Regions from separate parts of the Zea mays genome. Here regions 1 and 3 are each linked to region 2. Evidence: chromatin contacts called from public Hi-C data. All regions are on one chromosome and are shown on one strand. Each heading gives the region's core, a stretch centred on a gene start, on an enhancer-like site or on the middle of the called end of the contact. The rest is flanking DNA. Distances are from core to core; before and after follow the strand shown.

What was found. Hi-C and Micro-C count contacts between places; a contact is called where the count stands out from the background.
Region 1: a contact with region 2 is called in a Hi-C map of bundle sheath, with 2.5 times the contacts expected there. The contact joins the promoter of LOC100383438 here to the promoter of LOC103646317 in region 2. A contact is called at or near these places in 4 of 25 Hi-C or Micro-C datasets (bundle sheath, ear, leaf and 1 more).
Region 3: a Hi-C map of leaf shows a contact between it and region 2, with 6 times the contacts expected there. The contact joins the promoter of LOC100216620 here to the promoter of LOC103646317 in region 2. A contact is called at or near these places in 11 of 25 Hi-C or Micro-C datasets (bundle sheath, ear, endosperm and 3 more) and 1 of 3 datasets of contacts at active chromatin or transcription factors (leaf).

The regions. Positions count from the first base shown.
Region 1 is chr2:39,702,756-39,705,455 of Zm-B73-REFERENCE-NAM-5.0, reverse strand. LOC100383438 reads right to left here and starts at 1,372. Exons shown (of 12, transcript NM_001362084.1): 1 at 902-1,372. The coding sequence starts at 1,133.
Region 2 is chr2:39,402,810-39,405,509 of Zm-B73-REFERENCE-NAM-5.0, reverse strand. LOC103646317 (C2 and GRAM domain-containing protein At5g50170) reads left to right here and starts at 1,344. Exons shown (of 7, transcript XM_008671046.4): 1 at 1,344-1,857. The coding sequence starts at 1,431.
Region 3 is chr2:39,673,245-39,675,944 of Zm-B73-REFERENCE-NAM-5.0, reverse strand. LOC100216620 (Ribonuclease H2 subunit B) reads left to right here and starts at 1,292. Exons shown (of 10, transcript NM_001143033.1): 1 at 1,292-1,502; 2 at 1,936-1,992; 3 at 2,152-2,253; 4 at 2,603-2,679. The coding sequence starts at 1,391.

The DNA of each region.
Region 1 (2,700 bases), core at 123-2,622, 300 kb before region 2:
CTAGACAACAATACAGGGGAAACTAGCGTGCACCTCATCAATTCAGAATCCCCGAAAACGCTACTACGAACACAATGAGACGAGCTCACAGCGCACCATGTGAACTGGGTGAAACAGCATGCTACGCCAGCTAAGCTAGTGGCGAATGCCAAAAACTCTGTTGACATATATATATGATCCAAAAAAGAACTTAAAAACATACAGCATATGCGTCCGTCGGCAAGCTGACATCATTTATCCAGGTTGGGAGATTTTGATCACTTACCTACCGGAAAGGCGGAAACCTCGTCATATGCGGAAGTAAAAAACAAGTTGATCACTACAACTAGTGATCAAAGAGAGAGGAAAAATTGGAGCACCAAACTGTTGCACAGTTATGAACGGTAGGCTACAAAGCGTGACTATATTTTTATATTTGTGACAGCTAAGACCGACTAGTATGGCTCCGTGGTCTTAGACATCACATCAAACCCGTGCTCCAATCATCACTTAACCTGTTAGCCAGTCAGAGTAAACCACAATTTGCCTCTACAAGATATAATTTTCCACGCGCCCAGATTTCAAGACCTACTAATATGTACAATCTGGTCGTATGCACACGAGAACTACTCCTATATTGTTGGTGCAAATATCATCCACGTATCTGAACCTGGCAGATCCTACAAGCTAATCTGCATCCTCTGCTTTGCATGCGCACGAAACGATGGACTGCTACCAGATTGCGTTTCCACAATCAACATCTAAGCTCACCAAAAATCGTGATCGGCAGAAACACCCATCATGGCATGCCTCACCTAATTTAAGATCCATGCACGGCAGGGAACTCCCGTAACATTAGTCGTGACTCAATCAATAGATTCCAAGGAGATGGAGGGAGGTAGCGGCGATTACGGGCGGCTACCTTTGGAGGATGCCTTCGCGGTGGTGGGCTGGACCGCGGCGATCTCCTCGATCACGGCGCCGCTTGAGCCAGCAGCCGACGCAGAAACGCGCTCACCGCCTCCCGCGGCGAGGGCGACGACCTTGCCGACCGGGGACGCGGCGATCGCGCGCATGGGGACGACTGGGGCGCCAGCGACACGCGCGGGCGCATCGCGGCAGCATACCGACGCCTTTTCCTTAGCTGCGGCCATTGGAGCGGGTTCGCGAGCTGACCGTGTCCGTAGTCTCCTCCTCCGCCTCCGCCTCGCCGGCTCCCACGATCTGACATACAGCACAGGCCTCCGCCTCCCGCGCCTTCTGCCCCCTCCCCTCACAGCAGCCTCCTCGTCGCCGGGGACCCTCGCGCGTACGGATCGGGGCTAGGGTTCCGGGAACCCTAGGCAAGGGAGCGGGGTTCTCTCCGTCCGCGAGGAGCCGCCGAGGGAGGCAGGGAGGGAGGGGGGAGGGAAACGGCAGCCGGTGGGAGACGGGGGTTTGGAATGGTGGGGGTGGTGGCGTTGGCGAGACTGGGAGGGAGAGTAGTGTTGGGTTGTGTGCTGCCTGCTGCGTCGAGTGATTTGGAGAGCGATGCGTCGGGGCCTCACGTGGATTTTATAGAAAGGCAGGGGAAAGGCGCTGTGGATGGGCTGGATTGTTCTGTTTTTTTTTTTTGCGTTTTCATTTTTCTATTCTTGTTGCGATTAGGTTATCGCTTTTGCATTAAGGCGACGGGTACTAATTGGCCTGGAAAATTCTGGAATCTACTCCGATTTTGTGTTTGTGTATGTATAATGGGATAAAAAATCATTTCACAAATGTTTCTATCTCTCTTTATTTTATTTTCATCAACCTTTTTCATTTCCTTTATTTTTTTATTAAACTATTTTAGAACCATCGAAGTAAATAATTATTAAATTTTAGATTATACAAAAAAAGGTTTTGGTCTAGATCTATCATTTCACAATTCTTTCTATCTCTCTTGTTATTTTCTTTCATCACAACTTTTTTATTTTTTTAAAAACTTTCTGGGTTCAACTACTTTAGAACCGAGGAAACATACACTTCGATTAGGTGTCTATTAATAAATTTCAGATTCTACAAATAGCATTTTGGTCTATATTCTTTCTCATATGATACAGTAGCTTATCTTGCTCAATAAAAAGCAGGCTCGGTTTAAACCTTCTCCTCAAAACATTTTTACCCCCAAAAAAAAGAAACTAGCTTGAATTAGTTGAAACTGTTTTCATGTAACATTTTCTGGTAGATGTCGTTGTAAAATGATGTTGAAGTACGGAATCCCATCTCGCACACAACAAGCCATAAATCTACATGACATTGCAGTCAAGGTGCGCCTATCACAAAATCGTACATTAAGCTCTCTTATTACATTATGGACCTACTAATAAAAATGTGATAGGAGGCTTGTTGTGGTACTCGTAAAAAAATGTGACCATTTACTTGATTAGAGTGGATGGCCAAAATCACCTATTTACTTCCTAGGATAGCTGAAATATATATTTATTGAATTGTAATTTGTGTAAACTTAAGTATAAAATTATTTCTTTAGATCTAGTTGATGCGTGCACGATTTACTTAACTGTGGTAAAATCTTTTTATTTGTACAACTTTAGTTATGACATAATTTAATTAACATAAGCTATATGTGTCATACGTACACATTTGGTTTAAAGAAACACAACAAATAACATAATTATTAATAAATATTTTAGTGGTTTACTAATGTATCAAACATAATCAAAACTATACCTACGTACATGG
Region 2 (2,700 bases), core at 95-2,594:
CTTGGGACTTGAGAGGATGTCTCTCAATACCCTATGTCCAATGAAGATATTATTAGAGGAGTACTTAGCCTATCTCTAGCAGATTTTATATTATATAAACAGCGCAGTTTACAGCTCTGCTGAGCGCGGTCTTATTGGGCGTGTTTGTGACCCAGATTTTATATTATATAAACAGCGCAGTTTACAGCTCTGCTGAGCGCGGTCTTATTGGGCGTGTTTGTGACCCTGTCCTTGGCCAGCTCGGCCCGTTCAACTGGTCCAGGCTGAGGCTAGCCACTCCCGGCTACTGCAACTCACTTTGTTTGCGCACTTGTACCATATGAGTCTGACTCAGATGAGCTGATGTTTGTCACCCAATATGCAGCCAGGCTAGAAGACCAAAACTACCTAAACGCGGAATCTTTGCGCCACGAGCAGCCAGGCTCCCAGGAAACGGACCTTGAGCTCGTTTCTGTGGAGCCAGGCTGAGAGACTCAATTTGCACGTGCATAGTCTGGCTCCCGAACAATCCAGACGACGCAAACACAGAAACTGCAGCCTGGGAGTGCAGCCAGGCTACTGGGTCATGGCGGCAAACACGTCCATTGTAAATATTTTGACTCCGCATACAAAGTAAATGCTTTGAAATTATTGCCATGTAGCTACGATCGAGTAATGTTTGTTTTAGAGCGCCGGTGAAGATGGGCAAACCGCTGCTTGGCGCTCCTCGAAGAAGCCTTAGAAAAATTGCTGTTGGCAAGCCATGCGTTCATGGTGGTTTTGTCTTGCCTTTATCCGCTTCTACTTCTGGAGAGACGAGACCGGCGCATGTGCTACACGAGTGACACCACGACGAGCAGGCACGGACGGTCATCTGACATCTGGAAGGCCCGAAGAATTCAAAGCCGCGCCGCGAACGCAACGCCTTCGCATCGCTCGCGGCTCGCCGTGACAACTGTGGGGGTGTTGGGTTTAGTCTAGGAACTAATTTTTAGTTATTTTATTTTATTTTATTTTAATCTTTAAAATGTTAAATATAGAAACTAAAATATAGTTTTAATTTTTATATTTAATAATTTAAGGACTAAAATGAATAGAATAGAGAAAATAAAAATTATTCAAAAAACCAAACACTTCCAAAGAGCTTCGGAGCTTTCAGCTTTCTTTCCCCCACTTTCTCAGTCAGTCAGTCAAGACTCAAGACGTTAACGCCGAGCCCAAACCGGAAACCGCGCCGCCTCATCGTCCCAGCGCCGCGTGTCGCGCTGCTCATTCCGCCGCGTGCCCGCGCCATCGGCACACGTCAGGCAGGGCCCCAGCCCCCACCTCCAAACTACTAGTACAAGTCTACAACCACGCTTCCCAGCCCGCCCGCCAAGGTCCCTACTACTTAAATAGTTAAATTCCGAGCCAAGGTCCCTCCTCATAGCTAGCTACCGCGATCGACCGCCATGCGGCTCTACGTGTACGTGCTCGAGGCGCGCGGGCTACCGGCGCCGCGTCAGCGCCGCGGCGGCGTCGTGCTGTTCTACGCGAAGGTGACGGTGGGGAAGCAGCGGTTCCGGACGCGGGCGGTGGAGGCGTCGGATCTGGGCGGCGCGGCAGTGGCGGCGGCGTGGAACGAGGAGTTCGTGTTCGCGGTGGGGTCGGACGGAGCTGCTGGGGGCGAGGAGCTCGAGGTCGCCGTGGCGCGGCGGGGAGCGAGAGGGAGGGAGGTGGTGGGCACGGTCAGGCTGCCCGTGCCGGCCGCCACCGCTGCTGCTGGTGCCCCGGGGGAGAGGCGGTCCGTGCCGCCGACGTGGTTCACGCTGCAGCTGCAGCGACGGCGGAAGGGCGTTGTCGGCGTCGACGGTGGCGACGAAGCCGCGGCGGATTGCGGTGCGTGCACAAGTTTGCTTTCGCGAGCATGATACATACGCTTGACGTTTCTGCCGTGCTGTGCTTATGCGTCTTTGCCAGTTCCTGCCGCTTGCCGCTTTTCAGGCGTCTAAACTTCAGTAACCGTTTGTCATTGGCAAGTACTCTGATAGTCGGATTGCGGAGTACGGACTACGAAGTCGGTCGCATACGTGATACGTCTGATAATTATTAGTTACCGTGATGCTTAGTACGGAACGTCAGGTTCTAATCTGATAGAACGCTGATCCTAGTGTTGTGGCTAGGGGTGGCAATGGATCGTGATCCAAATGCTTCTTCACAAAATTACAGGACCCTATATAAATTTAGTTTAAAAAATAAATAGAAATATAGTCCGATTCTAATCCGATCCAATTCTTAAATCTTATAGTCTAAAATTTAGAGCTCATTGTCACTAAATTAAATTAGTGTCTCTTGGTCGGCCTCTCCCCTGGCCAAATGTACAAATAAAATCTGGACTATTCGTCCAACGTTAAATTGGCCTATTTTATGGAAAAAAAAACCTCTTTTCTATATATTTATAGAAAAACTCCCCGCCCGTCTAGTCGACAGTCGTTAAATGTTGGATGAAAGGTTCAGATTTAATATGTTCAAAGCATGCACATAAATCTAGGATTGACCACTTTTTACTTGGGATAGAAATGCTAGTGACGGGTGATGGTACGCTTTAGGCAATTCAATCAACGGCAATGAGTTTGAATATGAATATGCCGGTATCACTTTCTGTTACGGTTGGACTTAAACAAATATGATTTAATATTATCAGTTATTTACAAATATGAAATAAACAGCACCCTAGTTCCA
Region 3 (2,700 bases), core at 43-2,542, 270 kb before region 2:
CACCAACTTGTCCTCGAGGCAGCGAAAGCAGGAGCGCCGGGAGGTTTTTTTTGGTCGAGGTAGTGGCACCGGTCTACTTATATTGGTCCGACCGTGCCATCACATTCGACAGGGATGACCACCCGGATTACATCCCAAATCCCGAGAAGTATCCGCTCGTTGTCGATCCCATCATCGGCAACACTCGCCTCACCAAGGTGCTCATATATGGAGGCAGCAACCTCAACATCATCTACGCGAAAACCTTGGAGCTCATGGGGATCGAAAGATCCCAGGTTCAGGCTGGGGCTGCGCCATTTCACGGCATCACCCCTGGCAAAAAAGTGCATCCCCTCGGGCGGATTAATCTTACCGTATGTTTCGGGACTCCCGCCAACTTTAGAAAGGAGGCCCTCACCTTCGAGGTGGTGGGGTTTCGAGGCACCTACCACGCCGTGCTCGGGAGGCCGTGCTACGACAAATTTATGGCCGTCCTGAACTACACCTACCTGAAGTTGAAGATGTTGGGGTCAGCAGACATCATTACCGTCGGCCTAACGTACCGCCACACCTACGAGTGCGACGTCGAGTGCGTCGAGTACGTCGAGACGCTTATTGTCGACTTGGAGAACCTCGCCGGGGAGGTTCCCGACCCCAAGAAGCATGTCGACAACTTCGAGCCGGTGGAAGCAACGAAGATCGTCCCTCTCGACCCCAGCGGCTCCGGCGAAAAGATATTGCGGATCGGCTCCCAGCTCAAGCCCAAATAGAAATCAGTGCTCGTCGACTTTCTCCGCGCAAACGCTGAAGTATTGTGTACTGCTCTGGTGTGCACTCTATTTGGCTGAATTGCTCATTGTATTTTGTTCTTGCTAATTGCATACTGCTCTGCACTATATTTGGCTGAATTGTGTACTGCTATGGTGTGCACTCTATTTGGCTGAATTTATCATTGTATTTTGTTCTTGCTAATTGCGTACTGCTCTGCAATCTAGTTGTGAAGCAGCGATGATCTGAAAACTGAATTTTACTTCTCTGTGTTCTATTTGGCTGAACAAAGTGGGCTGGCTGCGTGGGGAGCTGTGGCCAGTGGCCTGCAGGCGCATCTGAAATGAAGTGGGCTGGGATTTCTATACTGGGCCGTTCTGTGCGTTAGTGAAGGAGAAGGGCGGCACATCACCGTTGGATCGGAGATCGACGACGAGCGCACGGCAGCGTGCCGTAAGGCAGCCGATCTGGTTGTGCAGTCGTGCTGGCCTGGCACCCGCCTTTTCGGGCGGCAAAACCCTACGACTGCAGGACTACGCCCACTGACTTCCCGCGCGCGCGCTCCCGCTCCCGCTGCCGGGCCGGTTTCAGCCCCATCAGGCAATCCCCTCTCCCCCTCCGCCCCCCAGCCGAAGCAGACCCAATGTCCTGCGGTAGAGGCAGCACCGGCGAAGTCGAAGGAGGCAAATCGGTCGCCGCGATGACGCCGTGGCACGACAGCTTGGCGCCGCCGCCTCGCGTCCTCATTTCCCACCGTGAGCACCCACCCGCACCCTCGACCTTCCGTTTGTGCCCTATACTGCTCTAGTTCGAACTAGGGATTTTGGCCGCGGGATGAGTGTTAGGGTAGAGCACAGGCCATCAACTGATTCTACTGTTCCGGATTTGTGTCATTTGGGTTTCTGTTGCACTTTGCGGTTTCGGATTTTGAACTCATACCTTGAATTTTTTTCTTCCCGCGGACGTGCTCAGGCGGTCAGGCCTCAGCATGTATTTGTTACTTTGAGTTCCAATCGAACGCCAGCTGGTTCTAACTGTTCAAATTGCGCAGGTGCCATTGGGTTTTGAAGATTGATTTTTTTTTGTGGGGAGACGTTGCTGATGACAGTTTATTGAAGATTTTTTTGTATGAATTGAGCTCGGCGTTTTTAGTCAGACCCACAATTCATATTCCTTTGCGCGTTGCAGGCCCTTCTGATGCCAGCGGTCAAGGGATTGTTCTGTCACTTCAACATCCAAGATCAGGTGAAGTGATGGACCTATGTGTGCATACCTAGTGTTTTCCAGTATGAGCTTCTGATCCAGAAATCTAGACAAATACGATATGATATGCGATTGCCATCTTGGCGCTTGCGAATAGTCGGTCAACATCTCGAACTTGACCTTTGTCTTGTCATGAACCAGGAGATGAAGTAGGGTATCTATTTATTGATGGCCAACTACAAGAGATCAACTGGTTTAAGGAGCGTTATGGTGCTTGGTTCTTGGGAGATTATGTTTGTGAAGGTATGTACAATAGTGAAATATCTATACACATGTACAGTTTCCCATTACCTCTCAAATGTGTATGTTTCCCCACTTTGTGTTAATCATGCCACTTATCACCGTGTAGCAATGAATAGACATTTTCATGACACACACACGGTTTTCTTCCCTACCACTTCAAACCATCTTGTTAAATCTATCTAAAAAGGAATATTATAAGATAATGAGATGAGTTTTTTTATACCATATATGGCACATTTACATTCCGAGTGCCGAGTAGTATAATGCTTGAAATAAAACATTTCTGAGCAGATATCAGACTGCATTCTGCTTCAGTGCCTCATTTAGCATTCAATGCTCTCCCTTATAGATGGTGGCCTTTATTATTGCACCCCTGTTGATCCCATCTTCATTTTCCTACCAACTTTTGAAGCTGCACGTATGTCGGTATGCCAATTGATGTTTTTT